Linked DNA regions of Mus musculus: regions 1, 2 and 3 are each linked to region 4. Evidence: chromatin contacts called from public Hi-C and promoter capture Hi-C data. All regions are on one chromosome and are shown on one strand. Each heading gives the region's core, a stretch centred on a gene start, on an enhancer-like site or on the middle of the called end of the contact. The rest is flanking DNA. Distances are from core to core; before and after follow the strand shown. Region 1 has its middle 310 kb from the start of Gm40548. Region 2 has its middle 30 kb from the start of Sel1l. Region 3 holds the start of Sel1l (sel-1 suppressor of lin-12-like (C. elegans)). Region 4 holds the start of Flrt2 (fibronectin leucine rich transmembrane protein 2).

Region 1 (7,248 bases), core at 674-3,173, 3.4 Mb before region 4:
CTTAATATATTTTAATGTGAACAACAACAAAATTTCTGAAATTCAGAAAAAGTCTCTAAAAATATGCTCCCCTGGAAAGGGGAATACTTCCTTCATCTTTATCTTGGCCTTAAGCTTGAAGCACATCCATGGGACACAGGTACTGTAAGTTGCTATCTTATTTTAGTTATTAGTTATGAATTGGATTTTCTCTCTATGAAGATTGTCTTAATCATGAAGATAAAACAAAAAAAAAAAGAAAGAAAGAAAATGACAGGGCTATGAGTAGTTTTCTGAAAGCTAGTACCCTGTTTGAATCTAAAAAAAAATACAATTCACAATAATAAAATTGGATATTTTCTGGTGCAGCTCAGAAACATTTGACTCTATAATGCCTTATCTGAAAAAATGCAGGGCCTGGAATGGTTCTAGCTACTAGATTCTATATATATATTTTTTCCTTTTACAAGATTTATCATGTGCCAGATATTGTGGCAAGCATATTGCATATCTTTCCACATTAAACTGACAGCAAACTTGAAAAGTATGTGTTATTTCTGTTTTGTGAAGGTTGAGTGGCGCTCAGTGTGTACCAAGATACTGTGGCTGACACATGACTTGAATTCTAGTTGTCTGACTCTAACGCTTGGGTTTATACTTGCACGAATCTAATATTACTATAAAGAAGTCTTCCATTTTGAGACAACATTTCAAGTACTCTGTTCTATAGTAGGTAAAAGTGTTTTGACATACGCCTGCAGCTTGAGGGGGAGCAGGGAACTTAAGGAAAATAGTCACAGTGCATAGCATATAAACTTAGGAATCATTACTAGAGGCACAGAAATACAACATTTTAGTTTTCTATAGCTCAATTCCATTTTGTTCTCAAGTTCCCCCAAGCTACCCAGGGCAGACAATGTATTTTATGGTGTTCTGCTATACTCAATCCCAACTAGTTCCATCTGCAGCCAAATCTAAGCAATGCTATTTTTTTTTCTATTTTTCTTTGTGTGTGTGTGTGTGTGTGTGTTTTTTTTTTTTTTTTTTTTTTTTTTTTTTTTTTTTTTTCTAGACAGGGTTTCTCTGTATAGCCCTAGCTGTCCTGGAACTCACTTTGTAGACCAGGCTGGCCTTGAACTCAGAAATCTGCCTGCCTTTGCCTCCCGAGTGCTGGGATTAAAGGAGTGTGCCACCATGCCCAGCTTAAGCAATGCTGTTTTAACAGCTACGTTCTGTTGAAGGGCAACTAAAGGTTGCTGGTACACCACTTTTATCCAACATTTTTCCTCCTCCTGGTGCCATTGCTTCTTTGAGGAGCTCTAAGTCTTACTCACAGAGTGGAAAGGCATCTCTGGCCAGTGTGATAATTTCCTGGTCCTTGTTGGTCTCTACTGGTAAAGGAACTCCTCTTACTTGGTTTATATCATAATGTTCTATCTGCTGTGGATAAATGAGCTTCACAAACAGAATCTTCTTTTTTTTCTCCCTTGCTCATTACATAAGTGTTAATTGTCACTTTAACAGAATCTAGAACTACCTAGGAGATGAGCATGTTGCTATGACTATTGGGGATGATCTTAATTGCACAAATTGAAGGGAGAAGTCCCATTTTAACAGTGTGTGAAATCATTTCCTGGGCAAGGGGATGCTGAACTGCAGAAACCAGAGAAATTGAGCTGAGTACTAGCATGCATGCTTCTCTCTCTGTTATTCTGTGCGACGGGCTGCTTCATGCTCCTGCCATGTTGACCTCCCCAGCACAGAACTTTGATGGAGAGAATAAACTCTCTCTCCTCCAGGCTTCTTCTCCCTCTCCTTCAGTTGCTTTTGTCAGAGAATTTGTTATAGCAATAGGAAAGTTAACGAAGATGTCACTGTGCGTGGAGTTCAGCGTCTTCTTTACCTTTCATTGGGTTGTATGAAACTACTGGATTTGCTGCCTTTGAGCTGGCCAGTGAAGGAATGAAGACTCTCTTAGCCTCTGTCTTTGCCTTAGCATCCCATAACTTCCTCAGTTGCTTCATCATTGCCTTGGATTGCTTTTCCTCCTGGCTTTCCACTGAAAGGCAGGGGGATCAGGGTCAGTGATGTACAGAAATGGCATTTAAACCTTGACTCATTCCTTTTCAATATTACTGTGCTCTGGTGTACAAGTCTTAGATGCCTACTTCCTATTCTACAGGTATTCTAGGTCAATTTCTGGGTTCTTTACTTTTATTAGGTAAAAATAATCCAGTGTGCTGACTTTCAGGAAACTCCCTTCTATTTTATGGAGATCTGCTTTCAGGAATATTGTTTAATTATGGGTCTATGGAAATGTACTTTGATGAAACAAAAGACTTAGAGTAATGGTTCCCTTCTTCTTGGCATGCTTATCCAGCCCTGGAAGCAATTACAAATGCCTTGACTATAATTTGTTGAATGGCAGCAATCCTTGGGGCAATTGGTAACAATTAAGAGTTCCAGGAATGACAGAGAACTCTGGTTCTACTGAGGCTTTTGTGAGCCTGCTGCAGTTTAAAGTTTTCACTGGACAGTGAATACTAAGCCCATGTTAATAACTTTTATATTTACCATTGCCTGTAAGTGTATTCATATGCTAATACTAAAAAAAATAAGCATTTAAAAGTACTGGATTTCAGGTTAATGCAGTTCCTACACGTGAGATCCTGTTTGTTTTCTGGAACACACTTTTTCCCTTTGGGTTTCCAGACACCGACTAGTCATAGGGGATTCCTGGACATATTTCTGTTGGTTGAAAAGTAGACTAGTATCAGGTTATCAGTTAGTGCTATGTCAACTACAAAAGCAAGATGGAAGAGACTTGGTACAATATTGAGTTGTGAGTTTCCTAGGGAAATATAAAAGAAATGAGTATTTTTCTCTGGGATTCCCAGAAGAACCTGAGAATGAATGGAAATATGTCACTGCTGGGAGTGGAAAGTGTGTGTGTGTGTGTGAGGGGGAGGAGGGGGGAGGTCAGGAGAATGTCTACAAAGTTCCAGAGACCTGAGATGTGACAGGCTCCCAGGATTCAGTGGGGGTGACCTTAGCTGAAATGCCCAACAGTGGGGAGATGGAACCTAAAGAGACCATGTCCGGTAGCTAGACAGAGCCCCTGGTGGAGGGATAGGGCCACCCACCCACACTCAATATTTTTGACTCAGAAGTGTTCCTGTCTAAAAGAAATTCAGGGACAGAAATGGAGCAGAGACTGAAGAAAAGGCCAACAAGCAATTAGCCCAACTTGTGATTCATCTCATGGGTGGGCAACAAACTCTGACATTATTACTGATGCTATGTTGTGCTTGCAGATAGGAGCCTACATGGCTGTTCTTTCAGAGGCTCTACCAGCAGCTGACTGAGACAGATGCAGATACTTACACCCAAACATTGGACTGAGTCTGGGGAACCCTATGGAAGGGTTAGGGGAATGATTGAAGGAGCTGAAAGGGATGGCATCCCCATAGGAAGACCAACAGTGTCAACTACCCTGGACCCCTGGGATCACCAAGAGATTAACCCATCAACCAAAGAGCATAAACTGGCTGGTCCGAAGCCCCCAGTATATATGTAGCAGAGGACTGACCTGTCTGGCCTCAGTCGGAGAGGATGTACCTAATCCTGTAAAGACTTGATGCCCCAGGTAAGGAGGCTGCCCAGTGGCAGGGAAGCACCCTCTCAGAGGCAAAGGGGAGGGAGGACGGGGTGAAGAATTCTGGGAAGGAAGACTGGGAGGGGGCCAAAAATAAAGCATATAATGCTCAAAAATAAAATAAAATAAAATGAACTTTCGAGAAAAAAATATTTGCTTCAAATGGAGGAGAAGCCAATAGACTAAAGAAAGATCCTGTCAAGTTGATATTGACAAATGCGTGCACAGGCAGATGAGTGACTTAGAGCAGCCATGCTCCCACATATCTCAGTCAATAGCTTAGCTCTTCTGTACTCAGTGGCATTGTACAAGAGAAAGATGTGGAAGAAGAGAATCTTGGAGACTCACTTTTTTTTCCATTTTTTATTAGGTATTTAGCTCATTTACATTTCCAATGCTATACCAAAAGTCCCCCATATCCACCCACCCCCACTCCCCTGCCCACCCACTCCCCCTTTTTGGCCCTGGTGTTCCCCTGTACTGGGGCATATAAAGTTTGCAAGTCCAATGGGCCTCTCTTTCCAGTGATGGCTGACTAGGCCATCTTTTGATATATATGCAGCTAGAGTCAAGAGCTCCGGGGTACTGGTTAGTTCATAATGTTGTTCCACCTATAGGGTTGCAGATCCCTTTAGCTCCTTGGCTACTTTCTCTAGCTCCTCCATTGGGAGCCCTGTGATCCATCCATTAGCTGACTGTGAGCATCCACTTCTGTGTTTGCTAGGCCCTGGCATAGTCTCACAAGAGACAGCTACATCTGGGTCCTTTCAATAAAATCTTGCTAGTGTATGCAATGGTGTCAGCGTTTGGATGCTGATTATGGGGTGGATCCCTGGATATGGCAGTCTCTACATGGTCCATCCTTTCATCTCAGCTCCAAACTTTGTCTCTGTAACTCCTTCCATGGGTGTTTTGTTCCCAAATCTAAGGAGGGGCATAGTGTCCTCACTTCAGTCTTCATTCTTCTTGAGTTTCATGTGTTTAGCAAATTATATCTTATATCTTGGGTATCCTAGGTTTGGGGCTAATATCCACTTATCAGTGAGTACATATTGTGTGAGTTTCTTTGTGAATGTGTTACCTCACTCAGGATGATGCCCTCCAGGTCCATCCATTTGGCTAGGAATTTCATAAATTCATTCTTTTTAATAGCTGAGTAGTATGGAGACTCACTTCTAAGGGGAGTATTATTACCTGTGTTCTCACTCTACTAAAGACTTAGATACCTGTTAAATAGTTGTGTTTCTTTTGTCATGATTGACTCTGGACCAAGGACTTCTGTAGGTAGGTTATTGCCTCTGCTTCAAAATGGTCATGGTTAAGTCAACCTTGGAGCAAACAACCATAATGCAAGTCTATTTTCAAAACTATATCTTTGCTGCAACAGTTAAGTAAATTTTCCTTTAAGGAGTCTAGGTTGTCTTCCAAAATCAGAGAAAGTGTTATTCCCTCTATTCTTACTTTGGTTTGAATGTAGCTTCCCCACATTGATGCTGGGTGTAAAACAGACTTTGGCTGACAGACTTAGGCCTGCTTTTATAAGGTTTATGAGCTAAGAGTTATGTTTGCATTTTAAAAGCTGAGCTAAAACAAAACAAAAGAATGGTAACATAGCAGAGATCAACCTGGCCTAAAAGTTGAAACTTTGTACTCTCCTTTGTAAAACAGTTGCCATCCTTTGTAGTAAACAACAGAAAGGCCTTGAACTCCAACGAACAGGAAAGACTTCATTCCCTTTGGAGTTGGATCTGAAGTTGTAATTCAGGTATTAAAAAAAAAAAAAAAAGAGAAGTAGTAGAAGAGAGAGCTTTACTCAATATTCCTGTCTGATGTCTGCAGAATTAAAAGCACCTTGGCTTCTTCTTACAATGGACTGATTATTTTCGAGGGTTACAGTAAATTTGGTATTATTCAGATGCAGCCAGAAAGGATAAATTGGTTCATTTTTGTTGTTGTTTATTTTGGATTGTTGGCTTCCTAAGCCCAAGGCGAGTGACTCTTGGATTTATACAGTGTATGAAACATTTTCAACACTTCAGAAAAGGAAAGAAACTCTCGCAAGACTTGGATACCTGAAATATAGTAATGATCCTTTCTTTCTCTATGACTTCAGAAAATCCAAGAACATTTGCTCAGAATAATCGAGATCAACCATTATAAATAAGTGATTTTTTTTAAGTAGGATTGCAGCCAAAGCTGCCCACTAAACCCTCTTGGGTCATTGATAATAATTAAGAGGCTGTACTTGTGGCTTCCTAGAGGGACCAAAATCAAGACTGTATTATGATTAAGCTTCTGCTTATGATATGTGCCAGTGAGCAAGATTTGTTTAAGTTGGCAGATTTTAGTGCTAGGGTGAATTTTTTTTTTTATTTTACGCCTCTAATTATGTTATGATTAAGTTACATCCACCGGAGTGTAATTATCTATTGCATAATACTTTTTATACGAGGGTCCCTAGAAATTTGTCACTTCAATAGTGCTGAGTGAGGGCTTGCTGTGCCTTCTTAATGATAAAACTTTCTTTGACACAGTTAGGTTTATCTTCTTTTCCCCAGGATCCTCTTAACAATCATTTTCAAAAGAATAAAATCCTAGCCTGAGCTGTTTATCTTGCAGATTGGGCTTTTCATCTGGCCCTTATGAATTCTGGGACAATCATGATCACACTGGGTCCCAAGTGAAGGAGAGCCACTCAGCTACAAGAGTGAGACACTTCACCAAGAGATGGCGGTGAGAATTTGTTTTCATTTTATGTTGCTTAGCTTTGAGTTGCTCTAGAGTCTCTCTCTCTCTCTCTCTCTCTCTCTCTCTCTCTCTCTCTCTCTCTCTCTCTCCCTCTCTCTCTCTCTCACACACACACACTTAACAATTGAAACTTTTTTTAGTTTACCATTTTTATTAATTCTTTGAGAATTTCTTTTTCCTTTTACTGAACATAGATTTTTGTTCTCACATGATCACAGTCAGCTATTGGATGGGTCACACGGCCCCTAATGGAGGAGCTAGAGAAATTACCCAAGGAGCTAAAGGGAACTGCAACCCTATAGGTGGAACAACAATATGAACTAACCAGTACCCGGGAGCTCTTGTCTTTAGCTGCATATGTATCAAAAGATGGCCTAGTCGGCCATCACTGCAAAGAGAGGCCCATTGGACTTGCAAACTTTATATGCCCCAGTTCAGGGGAACGCCAGGGCCAAAAAGGGGGAGTGGGTGGGTAGGGGATTGGGGGGGTGGGTATGGGGGACCTTTGGGATAGCATTGAAAATGTAAATGAGGAAAATACCTAATTAAAAAAAAAACTGAAAAAAAATATATCCTGATTACAGTTTCCCTCTCTCTACTCGTCCCAGTTCCTCCCCATGTCCTGTTCCATCTGGAACCTCTCTCTTTATGTCTATCATTAGATAACAAACAGACTTTTAAGGGATAATAATAAAATAGCATAAAATAAAATAACATAGCAATCATTTTATTTCCTTCTATATTTTAGGTAGTTTTATAATTTTTTCCTCCGAGACTGAGGGACATTGTTTCTATTAGTTCACTGAATGGGGTAGGTGGTGCATTCTCAAAAACAACCCAATCTTGAGCCCCCCCCCCCACCCCCT
Region 2 (6,652 bases), core at 1,774-4,273, 3.8 Mb before region 4:
TATTCAAATATTTTCATCCTGAAAATGAATAGAACACCTCTCACTTTGCTTAGCTTTTCCACTCTGCATTCAGGTTTCCAGGACATGTGACTGCTCATTATGCTAGGAGCCACACAGTGGCTCTGGGGTCTTTACACTTTCATCCCAGGTTTTACCATGGGCTCCTGACCTTTGAAGCAGGGTCCTTTGACAGTTAAAGAGATTTCCAAATGCGGACAATTCTGACCTGGCTGCTTTGATGAATAAAGTTAACAGACACAACTCATAGACTCTCCCTTCCTGCTTTGAAAAGCTAGTCCATGATATTCCAACTGTCATGTAATTTAAATAGGCTAGGATGTTAATAAATGAGGTCTGTCTTCCAAATGCCACACAGCAGAGAGACCGAGGGTGGTCATCCCGTTTCGGCCCTCAGGGAAGTGGTGGACAGAGTCAGCAGAGCTGACTTCGAGGTTTTAGAAAGAGACCCCCATCTGTTCAGACCTCACTGTGACTTGAATACTTTTGGGCACACAGTGGGCTCCTGATAAATGCTTGTTGCATAGTGTGTGCCTTTCTTGTCAGATAGAGGGTTTGCCAGAAGCCTTTATACAATAAGCTAAAGAAAGCAGTAGTGTGGGAAGCCACATGTGTCGTTTCAGAGTGGCACTGGCTACTGCTGGCCACCACGCATAAGTTTGGACAAACAACCAATGTGTACATATGCTGTAAAGTTTTTTGCAAAGACACTGCCTGGCCCGGGCATGATAATGAGGCTTTGGGAGTATAACCAATCAGATGTGAGACATGCAAATGAGGTATGATAATGAGGCTCTGTGAGGTACAGAGAGAGAGAGAGTAGCCAATCAGATGAGGAACATGCAAATGAGGCTTAGTGCATAACCAATCCGGGTGTGAGACACGCCTCTCCTAGGCCTATATAAGCAGCACCAGTTCTGGACTCGGGGTCTCTTTGCCTCTGCAATCAAGCTCTCCCAATAAACGTGTGCAGAAGGATCCTGTTGCAGCCGGACTGCTGACCAGTCCAGCGCGCGCAAGACGGTAGGCTAAGTCAGAAGCTATTCCTGAGTGAGCATGATGTGTGCGCTATTGAGCGAGGGCTCTATTCAGCCGTCACTGTGGCAAAACGCCTGAAACAATCAACTTAAACGTAAGAAAGGTTTCTTTTGCTTCATGGTTTTGGAGGACACCATTTTATCTCATGACAGTTGGGAAACAAAGAAAGGGATGAGAAGGGGCTAAGGTTTCAATATGTCCTTCTAGGGCAAATGGAGCCATCTTTCAAGAATGTGGTTCCAGTCCCCCAACTTCCTACAGCTATGTCCCTCTTCTCAAAGTTCTACCACTTATGAATAGCATCCCAGGCTAGCACAAACCTTTATTTGATACATAGGTCTTCAGGGGGCATTTCAGATTCAAAGGACAGCAGTGACTAGTCACCGTGGGTGAGACACCAGAGAAACAGCTTAGAGGAAATCACAGTTTGCTATAATGGGAGATGTACATGCTTGGGCTTGAGATGTGCCTGGACTTCAATGTCAGCTCTTCCACTTGCTCTCTTTGGAGATGAACAAGCTAACTTCCTGTTCTTTCATCCATAACACATTAATAGAATTTCGCAAATATGACCTATAATGGTTAAGTGGAGTAAGAAACATTTTTTAGATATTATAGACACCCAGAGTGCTGCCTATTTTATTGCCATCAATTCTAATGATTACTGGTAAAGACCTACACAGGTTTTTAAAAAAAAAAAAAAAAAAAAAAAAAAAAAAAAAAAAAAAAAGAGCGCTTCAGATGATGCTACACCTCATATTGCCACGAGGGGGCAGCATGAGCTCACTGTTTGAATTAACTTTCTACACAGATGGCTCACAGTGTTCAACATAACACAGCTCTCCTTGGGTAGTATGAGTTTAACATATTTAGAGGCTTAAGCAGCTTAGTCTAATATTTTAAAAATGGCAGATTCTAACCTCCAGGCTTCCATTCAGCTGGGTATCGATGGGAGCAACCTATTAAACATTCACCATCCCAGATGTTGAAAATATTACCGAAACGAGAACTCAGCTGGATTTGATTGTTTTCAGTCTTAAACATTAATCCAGGTTATCTAAAAACATGAGGCTGTCTTTGGGCACGGAGACTTTCATGTAGAGTTGGCCAAGATGTTAAACTTAGGCCTCTCGGTAGCGAGGGTGAGTTCATCTAAATTCTAAACCTTGCTTAGCTCCGCAGGAAACATGGTGGTAAGGAGAGGATGCGCATGGGCTTCCTTTTGTAGGTTCTTGGGATGCTGTGTTAGAAAAAAGAGGCGGAGGGAGAGGAAGACAGAAATGGGAGGTTTGAGGGAGGCAGAGGATAAAACGGTAAGGTATGAGCTTTGTCAGATTTCTAACTGAAAAGCAGCAGAGAATAAAGCAGAAGTGTTTCCAGGCAACAGAGTAGGATCTGCTTATGTTTGCTTGAGGCGCGCTGACCTCCAACCCCTTTAAGTCCCTTCACTGGAGAGTCCCAGCCCTACCCCGTGGTTGACGGACAGGGCTCTGTTAATATCTCCCGCTGGGGAACACTTATATCTGGGCTTCTAAACCTTCATGCTACGACACACAGGTATGTTACTGAGAACTTTAAGGAGTCTGTCAGAGGCAATTTTCTTTTACTATGAATCTCGGCTAGAAATGAGCAAGGTTATAGCTTGCTTTATCGTCCCGCGAGTCATGCTAACTTAATTTTGCCCCTTTACTGTGCTAGAAAGGCAGAAAATCGTCTGGATCGATGTGCACTTCTTGTTCTGGAGATGGTGGTGGGGCCAGGGTGATGTAAGGGTGTCAGTATGTGTCCAGGAAGGTCCTTTAAATTCATGACATTATCTGACCGCACAGGCATCTCTGGGGATGCCTGCTATTCGTTTAGCCCCTGGTTGCAGCTTATTTAGCTTGCAGAAGGGAAAGCCATTCTCTTACAGTTTGAAACTCATTAGCCCCTTGCTCTGCCTCCTGGCCCTGGATGAGGGGGTGGGTGCGGTTCATGAATCATTCCTTTATACCGGAGTTCAGCGAAATCTATGAGTCATGTATGCCTACGAACATTCTGTCCCAGAAACGCCAGGCAGCCACCATCTCTTTGCGTCTTACGGTCTCTTAGGTGCTTCCCAAGAAAAGAACATCACTCTTGCTTTCACATATCTAACAGCTGCCTGGGGGTGCGAGGCCTCCTTGGGGTCAGTCCAGTGAATCCTTAGGTCAGCAACCTTGCTCCACACTCTCTCTGCTTCCCAGAATTCTCGCTCTTTTTGTGCACAATTTGTCCGTAAAAACCTGCCCCTCAAATTCTCTCCATTGCACCTAAATGCCTCACCTTTTGGAAGTAACAAAATCCCGAACGACTTTTCCAGGCTGTTTGCTGCTCTCCCTGCTGTGTCTCTCTGCTTCCCTACAAAACAGCCTGGGCTTCGGGCTGGATGAGGGAAGAGCAGGAGGAGGGGGAGAGCAAGCACAAGAACAATAAAAGTTCCTATTGTAGCCATGCTCCCCTGCCACACCTATAATAAAACACCCGTGATTTATCTTTTTTATGAATTGGAGTGGTTTCAAGGTGAGCCTCGAGAGACAACTTCCATCTTCCTCTTCTTTTGATAACAGCAAAGAACAAAATGAAAATATTGATTAAAATTTATTTATTAACCTAGAGGAAAGATTTGAGACAACCTAAATAAATGTAACAAAAATCCCACAAAATTTAAAGCAATGGAATAAAAACTGATATCCATAAAAGGACAAAGAAAATTTGAGCATAGAAACATTGGCTGCCAGCAGAGTCTGGTGTAGGCTGGTATCATTGCCTGCTTTGGATGTTAAGGTGGAGGATTCTCAATTAAAATCTATCCAGGGGAACTAACTGAGACCCTGTTCAAATATATATTCATATATATATTTAAAATCTATCTAAGATATAATATATATGTATGTACACACATATATGTATATACATATATATACCCCATACATAACATATATAAATATCACATTGGGGACATAGCACAGTGGGAGAGCACTTGCTGGCTTGTCAGCATATGTGAGGTGTCTTAGTTTGGGTTTTACTGGTGTGAATAGAGACCATGACCAAGGCAACTCTTATAAAGAACAACATTTAATTGGGGATGGCTTCCAGGTTCAGAGGTCCAGTCGATTATCATCTAGGCAGGAACATGGCAGCATCCAGGTAGGCATGACACTGGAAAAGCTGAGAGTTCTCCATCTTCCAGAGGAAGCTAGAGAAAATATGGGCGTTCTTCAGAATGTTACATCTAGAACTACCAGATGAGCTCACAAATCCACTCTAGATATCTACCCAAAAGAACTGGAGAGAGGCCACTGCAGGGTTAGTCACAACAGCCAAGTTGTGGAAACAACCCCAGCGCCCACCGTGAGTGGGTAAAGAAAACATGACATAGACAAACAACGAATTATGTTGTGCTGTGTTCATCAGCAAAGACTAATCTGGAGGAAATAAGCCATCCACCGAAGGATGCACATGCTGACGTCAAGTATGCGCGCGAGGCATGAAAAATAGTCAAGTGTGTGGATGTGGCGAACACAGAGAGAACCACCAGGGGCAGGAGGGAGAGGGGAAGTGGGCGTGGCTATCCTAGGAGCATAAGGTTTCAGTGATGGGAGGGGGTTAATCTTGAGATCTGGGTCACAATGCATTACCCGGAGGTAGTGCACACCACGTACGGCGAGTTTCAAAGGACAGACCATATGTTAAGTGTTTCTAACCTAATAGAGAAAAGAACAAAAGCTTCAAGGGATGCTGCAGTTCTAAGAACTTCTCGGAGGGAACTACAAGCACACAAAACCTCTTCAGGTGTGAACTGCAGTGGGAACACAGTCTTGCTAAATACAGCCGGTGAGCACCGATTCCGTCAGAGTGAACAGTGAGCTCTGAGCTGCTATGGGGATAATGTTTGATGAACAGAATGAGACTGTTACAAACCGAGACAATGTAAGCGTGCAACGTAATTATAAACACAAGAAGGTCCAGAAGAAAGGACAGCGGATGCCATTTATTATTCCCTTTTTGGGGAATGTGTGGCATGCACTTATGTGCGTGCATGTTTGTGTGTGCACACGTATCTGGAGGCTAGATGGAGGTGGACGTTGGATATTCTTCTTAGTCACTTTCCATCGTAGTTTTTGAGACAAGGTCTCTTATTGAACATGAAGTTTATCGGTTGTACAGAGTGGCTGCCCAGCAAGCTCCAGGGATTTTCTTGTCTTCATTCCTTCCCTCCCTAGCGCTGGGGTGATAAATGTAGACTTCCACCCTGGGCTTTCCTGTGAGTGCTGGATGTCGAAGCTCAGCTCCTCAAAGAGCAAAGCCTCCTGCGTCCCAGTCTGGCCTTGAACTCATTATGTAGCTAGGGATGACCTTGAACTCCAGATTCTTCTGCAGGAACCTTCCAAGTACTGAGATCATGGGCCACAAATAGGTTTATGCCACAGGAGGACCGAGCTCAGGGCTTTGTGCATGCTAAGCAAGAACTCTCCAAAGTGAGCTGCGACTCCAGGAAATGTGACTCTGAATCTTCAACCTTCATAGCAAGCAGCAGGAAGTCCTAAGAAGAGTCCTTACCAAAATAACTAGATTTCACAAAATACCAACCCTCTAGTGTTTTAAAAACTCGCTTCTTAACCGCAGAGGTATCTTTTAAATATTAAAACGTGGGGAAGCATGTATTTGAAACTCAACGGTTTCTTTAATGTTACTGTAATTTCTTTTTTTTTTTTTTTTACTTCTTTTAAAGCCAAAGTAGATTTAAAATCAGTATTTTTTTAAATGAAAACTAAACTGCTTATATAAGTATAAGCCATTTTTTGTACATGAAATTTTCTCCCCCCCCCCTTTTGGCTCTTAACTTTCTCTATTGCTATACTGAACTATGAAAAGCTATGTGGGATCATTTCAGTCTAATATGAACAGGAATTATTCATGGTTTAGATTCTTGCCTATTACATTTGACTTGGTGATTTTTCTGCACTAAAATATTTATAATAGAATGTATTTGGGGGTGTGTGCATGCATGTGCTTGTGGAATCCCAAGGCTGATATTCGTAGTCTTCCTCAATTACTTTTCCACTTGAGTTGCTGTTGCTGTTGTTGTTGTTGTTGTTTTGAGTCAGGGTCTGCTATTCAATCTGTAGCTCATAAGCTGGCTGGACTATCTGGCTAGTAAGTCCTAGGCATCCTTCTGTCTTCATCTTTGCAGGTCTAGCTAGGTATTGGGGATCTAGACTCAGGACCTCGTGCTTTCACAGCAAGTGCTTTAACTACTGTACAATTCCTCCATTCCTAGGAATGCATTGTTTTACACACACAAGGAACTTAAAAACACAAGCCTTCTTCGGGGAAAAAAAAAAAAAACCAGAGCAAAACTGGGCGTGGTGGTGCACACCTCTAATACCAGTGCCTGAGTGGTTGAGGCAGGAGGATCAGATCATCCTTGGCTATATAGTGAGGTTAAGGCCAGCATTGGCTACAAGAGACTCTGTCTCAAACAAAACAAAACAAATATACAAACCAAACCCAAAATAAAACATTCCTCAAACACCAAAAAAACACAGACGAGTAAATATATAAATAAGTACTG
Region 3 (6,711 bases), core at 2,814-5,313, 3.8 Mb before region 4:
CTTTAAGAGGACCTTCCCAATGCTTTACTTTGGCAGGTTGGAGATGACAGTGGGTAGTAAGGTATCCACAGTGCCCATGGCATTTTGGTAGTGGTCCATGAATTAACCACCATCCTACCACCTAACTTTCTGAAGATCTAAATGGTTAAAAATACTATCCTCAGTAGATCACTGCCAAGGGATGAAAATTCATCCCTGTTTTCTATCAATACTGTATGTGCAAACTAATCTGTTCACCACAGACACCAAACACTCAGCACATAGAGCAGGCACCACCAGTGCAAATTCATATATGACGTGTCCCTGTACACTGAGCTTTTTGACTAGCGGCGTGTGCAAATCACTAAGCCAGCCACAGACAGCTGGCAAGTCAATAAGATACTGAGACCTATACGTAAATATAAACGATACACAGTATAGTGAAACACAGAAGTCTGGGAGGCACCAGAGGAGCAAACGTGTTATTGAACTCCAGGAGAAAGGGCCTGTGACAACAGGGTGGTTTCACACGCATTGCATCATGCTTTCTTTCACACACTAGGAGCACAGACTAAGATGACTTGGTCAACAAAAGAATTCTTTCTCATTGACTGAACTGGAAAACCTACTCCAAGCAGTAGCTTTACGGAGAAGCTAAGCTCTCTTTCCGGCTGCGAGTTACACAGATCACCTTTTACAAAAGCTGCTGGTAAGAGGCTCTTAACTATTTCTGAAGGTAGGTTTCAAGTGAAAGAAAAGACGCTGCAATCATGCGCAAGTATTACTCACTAGTATTACATTTAAAGTAGAACTACTTGTCAAACTACTTCAACTAACTGTACCCCTTTCCTTGAAAAAAAAAATCCATTTTTATTTTCGATAAACTAGCTTAGAGAACAGCACACGAGCATGGCTATTCTGCCAAGGAGAGGTGGTCGTTACAAACTCATTTTGCTATGTGTCCTGTCTGTTAAGCAGGCTAGTCCAGCTCCAAACACAAGGAGCAGTGAGGTTATCGAGAAGAACTGCCGACCTGCCTTCAGGTCCTAGGGAACCCCTGACCCTAAGTCACCCCAAATCTGACGCTTGGAAAGCTATGGCCTGGCTTTCTCACATACTTACTTGGACACACGTGGTTCAGGATAGAAGGCTTGCTTGGCCTCTACTGTCTTAGTTTGTCAAAAGGGGATACGAACATGCGTCTGTTGATTCACAGTGATGTTATTTATAAGGAACAGTACAACCAGGAAATGAAATCTCCTGCTTATCCAGAAGCTGCTCTCTGAACTTATGTATTAATACAACTTGCCTCAAATACCTGGCAGTGTAGCTAATGTAAAGACTGTGACACCCATTCTCCTAATCTCTCGCAGTCTCTCCCCACCCTGTCTCTGCATTGAACTCAGGCTGCCCCAGTGAACACGAGGGGAGCTAGCAGAACCGATAGGGAACACTCCCAGCTCAACGAGGCCCGTGTTTCTAGGTGAGAAACATGAACACCTTTTCACTGTTACCTTGAGAAAAGTATGGAGAAATGTGTGTGTGTGTGTGTGTGTGTGTGTGTCCTCTCAATTTATTCATTTACAAGAAAAAGAAAGCAACTTTAATCCAGGTATCATGCTTTTACATGTTGCTAAGCCAACATATTAGATGATGTTTAACAACAGTGACGTCACTGACGTGGTTGTAAGTTCAACCTGCCTTGGATAAGATTTAATATTAAACACAAAATTACAACAAAATGTAACTTTTATTAAGAGCAAACCTTTAAATCTAAATTTCAAAAACGAGGTTAAAAATAAGCAACTGAATGCATGCCATGGAGAGCTGAAAAATCCAAGCCTTTAATTTATAAAGCTCTTTATCAGATGTAAGTCGAGAAAAGCTAGTGTTTGATACATAGAAATGCCAGGTCCCGGGACACCCCATCATGTCCTAACCCTAGGGTGCCCAAACCCAAGCACTGCAAAGTCCCTTATATAAAGTAGGACACTATTTGCAGACACCGTCCATCCCTTCTTAGAAGCTAAGTGTTAACCAGTTATTATACTGTTTAGGAAATAAGAAATGGAAATAAAAAGTCCACGCAGGTATAGAAGAGTTTAACCCAGAGGAGGCCTGAATCTGATAATGTGGAGCTTTGCATGAGCAGGGGCACTGGCCTTCGCTCTCTCACATCCTGCAGTTTTGTAACTGTAGCTTGGGCTAAGTTTATGCCTCTACCAGAGAAATGCTTTGGCATGGCTGTCGCTGTGACAGAACTCTGAGTAGACATTTCTTAAAACTCTGCACTCCACTTATACTCATACAACCCTAATATTTAACACTTGAGTGCTAAGTATTGTAGAATAGCTAAGAGACTTAGAACCAACCGGAGAGCGTCTCTACTGTCCAGAGCTCAAAGTACATGCAACAGAGCTGACGGACGAGGCAGGAAAAACTGTTGTGTTCGAACAGCCTTTAAACTCTGCAGATGGGAATTTCAGAGGGATGTAAGTTATGCTATTTGATTACTGGAATCTTCGCGCTTCAGTGTGAAGAGTCACAGAGCTCGTTCATGTATGGGTATGTGGTATATTCTAGATCTAAAACTTAGCAAAACCCCAAGAGGAACTCAGCCCATCAGGTACTTTACCCAAGGCAAGGGCAGCTTCCACGGCATACTTCTTTTGAACAATACCCGCTAGAATTTCTGCCAGAGTCAAGTATTGTAGTCTTTAAAGAACTGCTCTTCAACACAAACTGTCATTTCAAATGAAGCAGGATCAACCTCAAGCATAATGCTGGCAGTAAAGTGGTTACCATATGCTTGCCACATTTGAAAGGGTGTCTCCAAACACACCGGAGACAGCATTTTGGTCTAACTCGATTTTAGAAGTAGGATGACATTATGGCTTTCATTTACAACTAGAACGGAGGATCTGGGGATTCAAATAACCATCTGGGGAAATTCGGGTTTTTTTTTGTTTTTTTTTAAAGATGACATTTACATTTTGCAGTGTTCCAGAAAAAAGTATAAAGCCACCCAACAGCTGTCTTGTTAAGCGAAACTGATTAAAAATCTCAAAGTCTTCCAGGAGTCAATGTTTATTCACTCTAAAACATCCTAAGTACGTTTAAGAGAAACATTTCTAAGACAGTAAGTTTTCTGATATAGGCAGATCAAAACATTAAAAAAGAAAATCCTTTGCAAAGAGGTAATGTAAGTCAGCTAGTCGAAAAATCAATTTAAAAGCACACGGCTTTTTGTACCTACAGAAAAGGGCAACATTATTTTCTATTAATTTTGAAAGAACTAAGTCTGTCTCAAAACCCATAAATAAAATGACTATCTACAAACTCAAAGACCATGGACACCGTGGCAGAGGTCACATTTTTCCCAGGACGCGGGGGACAAGTGACTACAATTATATCAGAGTTTTTTCTTTTAAAAACCAGACTAACAGATCAGGTGTTGAGCAATTCCTCCACTGTCAACATCCTAGTCCGGATGAACCCTGCTCTGCACAAAAGTGACAGCTCCAGGTATGTCAACTGCAAACCCCAGCGTGTCCCAGAGCCTGTGCACACATCACCTACGTGAAGGTAGAGGAATCTCTGAGGGTCTAAGCCAGCCGTCAGGAATCCCCTCCTAATTGGGCAATTCCTAATTCGTCAGAAGTCACCTAAAGTTTGCTGCGTGGGAGAGGTGTGGGCAGGGTGACCAGCCCTTCCTTATGTCCAGTTTCCTAAGCACCCTCTTCGGCCCAGGCTAACCGATGCCCAAGGCAAGAGCGAGTGACAGTCAGGGCGAGCAGTGCCCGAGACCGCTGAGCCCCGTGGCCCTGTCTCCACCGCGGTCGGGGGGCGGTGGCTCGGGGCCTGCTGCCCGAGGCTCGATACTGACCCGAGGTCGCGGCTGCCGAGCCCAGGAGCACCGCGCAGAGCAGCAGCAACGACAGCCTGACGCGGACCTGCATCCTGCTCTCGAAGGTCGAGAGCCCTCGCCGTCGCCGTCGCCGTCGCCGCGACCAACTCAGCCGCTGCCTCTGTGCCGCCGCCTCGCAGCCGCTCTTCCTGCTCAGGTTCCTTCTTCGCCCCTTCCCAGGCCTCCCTGGCCCAGAGCGCAGCCAATCCGCGCCCGCCGCTCCGTCCTCCTTGGCCAATGGCCGTGATCGCCCCACCCCACACATAGTCACGCCCCCTATGTCATCTTTTAGCCAATCATTGTGTACAGTTGTCATACCAGCTTTCCCGGTTGGACCACGGCCTCACCGACATGGCCCCAGCTAATTGGTAGCGCCTGAATCAGCGGCTCGAAGGCGGGGGAACCCTCATCCAGGACTACAACTCCCACCATGCACCGCACTAGATTTTTCTCGGCCGATGCTCTTGGGAGATGCAGTTTAGCATAAAGTCAGGTTAGAAGCCGCAGGTGGCTGAGGGCATAAGGAGTTTCAAGAAAATGATTCACTGGACTCTTGCGTTTGAACCAGAATAATTATCAAGGAACAGATATCAAACGGTTAAGAACTTGCAAGGTTGCTAAGTATTTCTTTTTAATTATTTTGAGAACTTGAACTGGACATGATATGAACGCTGAGAAATAAGCTATACCTGAACTGAAAATTTTAAATATTTAGTTAAAAAAAATACTTAAGTCTTAAAAAAAAAAAGCTTAGGTGAAGCAATACGTGAAGTTTACAGAGCCAGCAGTACAAGACAATGCCGCTTGTCATTTCCCTAATAAAACAAAAGGGAAGAAATTCCTACCAGTGGAGATTAGTTCAGCTCCTGTGATTGTTTTCACTAAGGCTTCCATATATATTAGCCACTCAATAAATGTTCTAACAGCTCTCCCAAACCCTTCAAACACTGGTCCTCATTCTTCTCTAGTGAAATATTGCAATGCTCTCTTTTTCCTTGACCAGAAAAGGGATTAGATGGTTTGTGTGGCCACAGAGGTGAGAGCCAAGGCACTTCAGGGATTGCAATAGTTATGTAGTAAGTACCGATGCACGCACAATCCCTTTGAGTGGCAGGGCAGCATCTTGATGCTTTTCAGTCTTCTTAATCAAATTGAATCCTTCTAAGATTTATTTTCCAGCACTGCATACAGAACTCAGCAGGGGGTTAGGGGGGAAAGTCTTTCCTGTCTCAGTGTCTTGACTTCTCTGAACACTTGTTTTCTATCTTTTTTGGCAGTCATTATTTTTAGGAAGATGTTAAAAAATTAGCTGCTGTACGTTTGCATCAGAGGGCATGGGGAACAGTTTCCCCCATGCCCCCCAACACCCCCTCAGTGTGTGTGTGTGCGTGCACCATGCGCATAAAGGTGTATAGGATGGAGGTTAATGTCAGGGTTCGTTCTCAATTGATCTCTACCTTCTCCACCTTATTTTTTGAGACAAGGTCTCAACATGGGCCTTGTTGATTCATCTAGCCAAACCCTGGTTTAACTAGGATGTCCCAAGGATTCTCATGTCTGCTCTGCCACAGTAATGGGATTCCAGGCCCATGCTGCTGTGCTTGCTTTTAAAAAACCTGGGTTCTGAAGGATGGAGCTAAGGTCCTCAATATTAGATCTCAGGGTGTCTGAATATTCAGAAATGAGCTCCAGCTGGACCACAGGAGGACTTCTGGTGGGTTGATAAAAGCCAGCATTCTTCAGAAACTTGTGAAATTGCTTTCCATCTGCCAAAAGGAATCATTTCTCATACCTCTGGCAGAAGTGACATACGGCTCTCCATTGACCTGGACCTGTGGCTGTATAGGAAAGCCTATGCCAGCCTCTAGGCGCTCTCAGTCTCTGCTCACAAGTACTTGTTGTACATTCCAAAGCTCTCTCATTGGTCTCTTGGCCCTTCCCTCCCAGAAGCTACTCACCCTCCTTATAGCTCACTATTCTCTACTCTTCCTGCAGGCACCCCAACCCTTATTATTCTCCCCGTCTGCCATCTCTTGCTGTCTCCAAGATTCTCTTCCTCTGTCCTGCTTTCCTAGGCCAGGCCATACACAGCCTGCTTCCCTTTCTGTTCTGGACTCTTCTAGATGCATCTGGCTGTTTTCCTGCTTATATAAACAACTAAAACCTTAACCTTATCATGGAGTGGTCATGTTGGCTGTTTCTTTACTAACAATCTGGATATATCTATATCTGTATATGTGTATATAGATAGATATAGATATAGATATATAACTATATATCTCTATGTGTCTCCAATAAAGATTTTGGGTGAGCCAGACTGAGGGTGAGAGCATGGGAGAGCTGGCTCTTACTGTTGTCTCCTGTGTGGTGGTGTGGATGAGGGAGAAATGGCTTCCTCCCCCCTCATCCATTGATAACTATGGCAGTTGGAAGAGCTGGCTCTGGAGTCACGAGAGTGGGAGAACTGGCCCTGTCCCTCATCAGCTGCAACACTTGGAAAAGTGGGTCCTGCCCTTTATCTGGGCAGCATAGTAGAGCTGGTCCTGACAGCATGGGTGTGGATGACCCAGACCTGAGGACATGAGAGCAGGAGACCTGGCTTTGCCCTTTGCTGGCTACAGCATTGGATGGACCAGCCAGGGCAAGATAGGAGAGCTCATCTGGGTGGTGTGGGTGCAGGAGAGCTGGCAGGCTGACCAGCTAGCTACCACTCAGACCCAGATCCAGGGCTTTGAAATTGCCCACTGCAACATCTACCCTATCAGTGAACTGCTGGAGTGCATAAAGAAGCCAGTCCTACAGATCCAAAACTACGGGATCTCCAT
Region 4 (6,696 bases), core at 1,149-3,648:
ATGATTAATGAGACCACTGATTTAGAGGGAGGAACATGAGGTTAATTTGAGGCATAGATGGTGCAAGTGATGTAGGTAACAATGCTCATGTTTGAAGCTCTCCAAAAAAAGAGAGAAAGAAAGAAAGAAAGAAAGAAAGAAAGAAAGAAAGAAAGAAAGAGAGAGGGGGGAGGGAGGGAGGGAGGGAGGGAGGGAGGGAGGGAGGGAGGGAGGGAAGGAGGGAGGGAGGGAGGGATAAAGGACCTAGGCCATTCCTTGAAGATGCTTTTTTTTTCTACTGTATGCTTTGTAGGAGTGTGGGTTTATTTCAGGGTCTTCGATTCTATTTCATTGATCAACCTGTCTGTATTTATACCAATACCATGAAGGTTTTGTCTTGTCTTTTCTTTCTTTTCTTTTCTTTTCTTTTCTTTTCTTTTCTTTTCTTTTCTTTTCTTTTTCTTTTTTTAATCACTATTGCTCTTCAGTACAGCTTGCAGTCAGGGAAAGTGATTCCTTCAAAAATAACTTTTTTATTGTTCAGAAATGTTCTGGCTATCTTGTTTTTGTTTTTTTGTTTTTCAAATACAAGACTTTTGTTCTGTCTGACCTCACTTCCATGCATTCCTTAAGTTGACTCTTCAGTCAGACTTACGACTTATCACATTGCTTCTCTACATACACTTCCAGTAGTATTTTCTTACATTTATAAAAATCATGATAATAATAATAACAACAACACCCATAGCTTTTTAGAAAGGAGGATATGCTCATTGCACTACTTTATTATACTTTTGAATCATCATTACTGGAAAATGAAATTATATTTATTAATAACCACCCCCTCTTCCTTTTCTGGATTAATTCTGTTTCCAGTAGCATGAATCACAATGTCAAGCCTGTTTAGGGTTTCATCTTGTTGGTTAACCAATATATGTTTGTAAGAATGAGCTTAATATACTGTCTTCTCAGAAGAAGGATATAGAGGATGATAGGTTCTGGGGACACATATGCATAACTGCACAGAAGAATGGATATTTAAAGAACGGTGGAAATGCATATGTCCTAAATTGTGAGCTTTGCTGATTCAAGAACCAAAGGAGCTATTGCTATGCTCTGCTGCCACCTTGGCAAATCAGAAGGATTTACAACGGAATTCTTCAAGCTGAAGTCTGAGGCAGCTCCAGAGGCCTCTCAGGACTGCTGGGCTCAGATGGGCATTTGCAGTTTCTGCCATTCACATCGGGTTGGGTATATTGGGTCCGGAGGAGGCACCGATTCGGTGGTAAAGCGCGGTTTGCTCTCCCTTTTAAAATAACCCCTTTCAGCAATGCCTATTCCACTGTCTAACAGCTTCCTACTGAAGAATAGAGCCTGAGAAAAACAGTTGTACGTTTGTGCTCAGATCACAGTGTCTGGGCTCATTTGACAGAGAAAGCTACAGCAGAAGAGAACAGTTTTCTCAGGCCTGAGTTTCTTTTCTGGGTCAACAAGACGGGTTCTCTGCTTATTCAATTAACTTTCTGGAAGTTCTGAATGTATAGGCAAAGCTGTTCACTAAACCCAAGCCGGAATTTGTTCATTATATAATTAACCTGTTCCAAGGGAGCTGAGGAGACATTGTTAGTCAAATCGCCCTTAAAACTAACCTGATATATATCAAGCCCTGCTCCCCTATTTTTAATTTTTGCATTTGTATTCTTTTTTCCCCCTCTCTATGTTTATTCCACTCATGCCTTTCTCTTTAGGCTCGTTTACCCAATCACATACCAACTTCGTTCTTGTCTCTTTTCCACCCGGTCTTCAGGTGTTTTACTCTTTCTTATTTAACTGATGTCATTTAGTTGACACCAGCTTCTGATGGGTAGGAGGGAGGCCACTCTCCTTGCGGTTTCATTTAAATTTGGCAGGAGTGGGTGGGTCCCCTTCTCCATTCCTCTCGCACTGCACTTGAAACTCTGTTAAGAGTTAGAGCTTGATCAGAGATTTCTAAGTCTTCAAAGCGCAGCTGGGCAAGGAAATTATATGAGAGGCGGGGGACACAGAAGTAAAGGAATAAAAGCCAACTTTGCTGGCAACTTCAATAAATCCGGTAACTGGAGGTTAAAAAAAAAATAGATTGTGAGGGCTGGGTCTGGTCCGGATGAAACGTTAGGTTCCTTCCCATCTCCGAGTCTCTCTCGGAAAGCGCGCCACTGGCACCTTGCCACCCAAGTGCCCCTAGACAGCCACACGCCCACTGGAACTGCACGTGAACAAAGCTTTTGCCCGGAAAGCCAGCGTCTGTGGTTTCTCAGCGCAATCTAGCTTCTATCCGGAGTGTAGGGTGAACACAGGGTTAAGCCAGTTCCCTCCTCGATGGGAGGGAAAGGAGTGGGAGGTGAGCAAAGCTTTCTGTCTTGCCGGGTACCTTGCAGTTAGTTGTACATTTGAAAGCAGTCGCCATCACTTGTGAGTTTGGCGTCATCCATTGTCACCACCAAGGAATGTGCGCTGGGAGATAACACCAAGGGCAGTGCTTCTCAAACACGCAGAGAGCTCTTTCTCTCTCTGCTTCCAGGTGCGCTCTTATCTGGTCCTCTGTCCCAAGTTTCCAGAACGTGGAGGCAGCAGCGCAGAACCGGTCACCGCGTCCACTGAACCTCAGGACCAGACTGGCAGTTCTCAACGATGGGCAGGAGGGACCTCGGCGGCGACCCCTAAAACAATACCATGCCCGGGGAGTCCCTCTACTGCCGCTCTAGCTTCTTCCCTTTCCACCTCCCGGACCCGGTTGGATTCGGATGAGCTAAGGAGACAAGGCTGCCAGGTAAAAGGATTGCTGTGCCAGGTGAAATTTCTAGTGACTGCCCTAGCTTTCTTTACATGGCCACCACATTATTTGGACCCCCACTCCCTTTTGAACAAGTGGTGGGTGGTCACTAGGTGGGTGTTCTATGTTTTGTCTTTTTATCCGCAAAGAAAATGGGATTCTTTTTCTATCTACCCCGACTACTTGGGGACCCGGTGTGTATGTGTGTGTGTGTGTGGGGGGGGGGGGGGCTGCGCCTTCTACATTCAAGTCGATTCCAAGTCCTCTAGGGAGTTTTGTAACCGAGTTGTGGGTAAAATCGCTCATTTGCTACCTGCCAAAAGCATCGATCCTAAATGGAGTTTTCCAAATCCCCTAAGCTTAGAACAGCCTTTCATTTCCTTAGAATGCTTCTCTTAAGTCCGGTAAGTAACAACCCTCCATACCCATCTGGGTTGAATGCAAGAAGTGTTATTATCAAGCCTCAGTATCTCAAGCCCCTACCTGCCCTATGCCCGAAATCCGGGATCAATTCCCCACTAAATTGGGGATGCTAGTTCGTTTTCTTTCCAATCGCTCGTGATTTTTACAAGCCAAGGACCTTTCCTGCCCTGCTGTTGCACCAGAACTGGTAGTTCCATAGCTGGTGTAATTGTGCTTTCCTTACTGGTCAGGGATGGAAAAGTCCCCAGGAGATCCCGATACTGGGGAGTCCACTTTCCCTGCGTCCAGTGCCTGGGCTGCGGAGATAGGTCCTTCTATGCCCTCAGGCGCTGAATGCAGATACCCAGAGTAGTAAGGGGGACGGACCTATCCAGCTGCCCTAGAGCCTCCACTAGACTCTGGCCTCCTGGAAAAAGCCCTCCTCTGAGCTGAACAGCCCAGGGCTCTTACTGGAGTTTTGAGAGCTAGTGTGGTCACTTTTTCTTGTAATCTCTTCCATGATTAAGAAGCCCAGCTAGCTAAGTCTGTCTTGGAAGGGCTGGTCCCACACTTGCTATTTGGATAAATCATGTGGCCTGCCAGGCGCCTTGGGCGACCAGGGGCAGTTGTTCCTGAAGGCTATCAACATCACCACTCTTATCTTGGCACTTTACTTCGGAAGCTTCCAAGATGACTCTCACTATCTGTTCTCAAATTAAAGTCTCCATTGGAGCTCCATTCTCTCCTGGTTATTTGTAGGTTACACTTTGAGTTTGGAGAAAAGACAGACGAGGGTATGTCTATGTGTTTTCTAGCCTCCTTTGTATATATAAAGCACGGGGAAGGGTGGCAAGCTCTCTTGAACCCCAGTGGTGTGTGCCAATGTGAGAGAATGCCCGAGTCGCGGCGGGTTTGGGTGGATCCCTGTGTGGCTTGGGAGACAAATCGGGCGTTTCTCCAAGTCGCCTTACCAGGGTTTAAGAGCTCAAATCCATGAAGGTAGCAGACACAACAGCACTGCAAGGAAATAAAAACAATTGGGGAAGTGCTGCCAAGTGACTCAGACTTTGAACTGAGGACAAGGAGTGCGGTCTCGCTCGGGGGTTCCTCCGGAAACCATCTCCAGCGCGTTATAGCCAACGCCCCTGCCAAAGTTCTCAGCCCCCGGAGCAGAGGACATCTCTAGGGAGTTGGTCCAGGCCAGCTTTCAAGTTGTAAATCGCTTTTCCCGGGGCCCTACCCACGGTGCGCCTCTACAGCCTAACGCTAGGCGACGGCTTGCTCCCCCTCCCCCTTCTGTTAGTATTCCGCCGGTCTCCAGACTAGTTAAAACAGGACCACAACTTGCTGGAGACACGGGGACAGCAATGAATGGGGGAGCAAACCAGGCCACCATCCCCTTGCCAAAAGGGGGTGGGGGTGGATCAAATAAAGAGTCATGTCTCCCATTTCTTAGATTACCCTTTAACCTTTGCAAAGAGACTCGCAAGTGAGAAAGCTGTATCAATTGGACGTCCTAACTGTAGAGCTGGTTAGTCTTTGAAGCGGTCATTGTCAGTTGTCTATTGTAATTTATGGAGACAACTCATCTACGGAACATCTCTCTTTCCAGGAGCAGGCAGGGTAATGGGGGAAAGTAGATGTGTCTAAATATGATGCCACACTCTAATTTCTACAGTTAAAGTTTATGGAAGAAAGCTTGCTGAGTGGACCTTTGATAGACTGGGGGTGCAGCACATCCCCAATGTTGCCGGCGAGTGAAATAACGCCATTTTGGTTTGAGAGACTTGCTATATTTTTACCCTCTCATGTTACGTTTCGATCATTTCTGAGTCTAATAGCTCCTCTGGTGTAGACATACATCCAGAGGACTAGAGAAAGGATTTTTCATCTTTCAGAGAAGCTCCGGGTGTGTAGGGAGGACGCTTGAGGAAGCTTAGAGAGAGGGAGAGGAGCAGCGCTGGGTCAAGTTGGCATCCCTGGCAAAGCGGGGTGCACTTAACTCTCTCCAGGGAGGACAGGGTTAAAAGCCCCATCTGACTTCTCTTGGAAAGCTTAGAGTTGCTGCGGCTCCTCCCAAGCATTCTTTAAACCAGAGAAGTGGGAGGGACTCCGCAAGGGTGGGAGGGGAGGAGGGGAGCTGAGAAAGAGGGCTCCAAGAGGGGAGCGCGCCAGAACACGAGGGACCGAGGGAGAGGAGGGGCGCCCGAGGAGCCCAGCCGACTCCGCGAATTCATTACAGTAAACATTTCCCAAGAGGGAGGGGGTGTCAGGTGAGGGTGGGGGTGGAGACCTCGCTCCCAGCCTACATTAGCTGACCCGGTCGGATCAAGGCTGCAGTGTGGCTGGAGCAGCCTCCAGCCCCGCGCCCCGCAGACGCTGCACTTGGAGTCAGCCGCGCGCCCGCCCCCGCGCAGCCCGAACTGCACGCCCGGCTGCGCGTGGTCCGCGCCTTCTCTGCGACCGAGCTGGTTCCCCAAACCGACCCGCGTAGCCCTGGGTCTCTCGGCAGTCCGGGACTCGCTCGGACGCTCTTCACCGCCCTCTTAGATCGCCCTACTTTTGTCGGGGCGCCAGGCGGAGAGGGTGAGACTGAGGAGGGAAGACCGGAGCTGCGGCAGCAGACCGAGCCTAGAGAAAGTGGCATGCCCGACCCCTGGAGGCGGAGGTGTCGGAGGACGGGGGAAGAGGATGCCGCGGCTCCGTAGGGGACGTAGGCGACAGCAAGCGAGGCGAGCAGGGAGCTGGGGCGCCGGCAGGCTGCCGGGGGGCGCGCACCGCTCTGAAGCTCCAGCCTTTGCCTCCCGGGGCTCCGACGCAGCGGGAGACCGAGCTCGGTTCCAGCCACCGCCGCCGCCACCTGGAGGACCTAGCAAAAGTTTGGATCTTGGGGAGGAGGGCGCTGTGCTGAGAGGAATTACCAGCGGGGCTGGAAGGAGACCTGAAAATCCTTAGCAGGTAAACGCGCAGCCTTAACCGTGTCTCCCACTCTGGGCTTCCTTTCCTCGGAGAGCAGAGTTTTAGCTACATTTGACTCAAAGTAAGACCGAGGCCAAGTTCAAGGTCCCGGGGATGGGTATCCAGCGCAGGCAGTTGAACAGTCCTGTTAGCTGGGTGTGGGAGTGTGAGTGTGTGGCGGCGGCGGCGGGGTGGGGGGGTGGGGGAAGTGGGGGGGGGGAGGAGGTGGGTGTCTTGGTGTTTCTTCTTGCCAGATAGGCAGCTGTGCGAGAGTCGACCCCCTTCTCCCCCAGGAGTTCAGGAGAACCGTGGGCCCCAGCTGGTGTCTGATTTTGTATAGTTTGGAAATTTGGAATGTGTAGCCAGGGACTTTTAACTGCGCTTGAATCCAGAGAGGAGCTTGACGGATTTCAGTCACCTCCATCCTCCCCCCAACCCTCAGTTTTATTTCGGAAAAGAAGCTCACTCTACCTTGCCCCTTGCCCGCTTCTCTGAGCTCTCCCTGGATCTCTGATTTGGAGAAGGGAAGCAAAGTGGAAAATTGT

The links. Promoter capture Hi-C pulls out the DNA fragments that hold promoters and counts their contacts. A called contact is a pair of places that touch in the nucleus more often than the background predicts.
Region 1: a contact with region 4 is called in a promoter capture Hi-C map of second pharyngeal arch cranial neural crest. The contact joins the enhancer-like site here to the promoter of Flrt2 in region 4. A contact is called at or near these places in 5 of 39 promoter capture datasets (cranial neural crest, frontonasal cranial neural crest, hippocampal neurons and 2 more), 17 of 484 Hi-C or Micro-C datasets (cerebellar granule neurons, cerebellum, cerebral cortex and 8 more) and 4 of 115 datasets of contacts at active chromatin or transcription factors (astrocytes, embryonic forebrain, forebrain and 1 more).
Region 2: a contact with region 4 is called in a Hi-C map of cerebral cortex, with 6 times the contacts expected there. The contact joins the enhancer-like site here to the promoter of Flrt2 in region 4. A contact is called at or near these places in 3 of 39 promoter capture datasets (frontonasal cranial neural crest, hippocampal neurons and second pharyngeal arch cranial neural crest), 10 of 484 Hi-C or Micro-C datasets (adipose-derived mesenchymal stem cells, cerebral cortex, cortical neurons and 5 more) and 1 of 115 datasets of contacts at active chromatin or transcription factors (embryonic forebrain).
Region 3: a promoter capture Hi-C map of cranial neural crest shows a contact between it and region 4. The contact joins the promoter of Sel1l here to the promoter of Flrt2 in region 4.

What each region holds. Positions count from the first base shown.
Region 1 is chr12:92,305,883-92,313,130 of GRCm38.p6, forward strand. No RefSeq gene overlaps it. Among named protein-coding and RNA genes, the nearest start is that of Gm40548, 310 kb to the left of the region's middle. Within about 2 kb of position 1,924, at least 3 of the 459 cell types and tissues checked have an H3K27ac peak or open chromatin away from gene starts, as enhancers often do. A contact at or near this core is called in second pharyngeal arch cranial neural crest, where this site is marked.
Region 2 is chr12:91,875,983-91,882,634 of GRCm38.p6, forward strand. No RefSeq gene overlaps it. Among named protein-coding and RNA genes, the nearest start is that of Sel1l, 30 kb to the left of the region's middle. Within about 2 kb of position 3,024, at least 48 of the 459 cell types and tissues checked have an H3K27ac peak or open chromatin away from gene starts, as enhancers often do. A contact at or near this core is called in adipose-derived mesenchymal stem cells, cerebral cortex, hippocampal neurons and 1 more, where this site is marked.
Region 3 is chr12:91,845,094-91,851,804 of GRCm38.p6, forward strand. Sel1l (sel-1 suppressor of lin-12-like (C. elegans)) reads right to left here and starts at 4,064. Exons shown (of 21, transcript NM_001039089.1): 1 at 3,866-4,064. The coding sequence starts at 3,938.
Region 4 is chr12:95,689,828-95,696,523 of GRCm38.p6, forward strand. It overlaps Flrt2 (fibronectin leucine rich transmembrane protein 2), which reads left to right and starts at 2,399. Exons shown (of 2, transcript NM_201518.4): 1 at 2,399-2,788.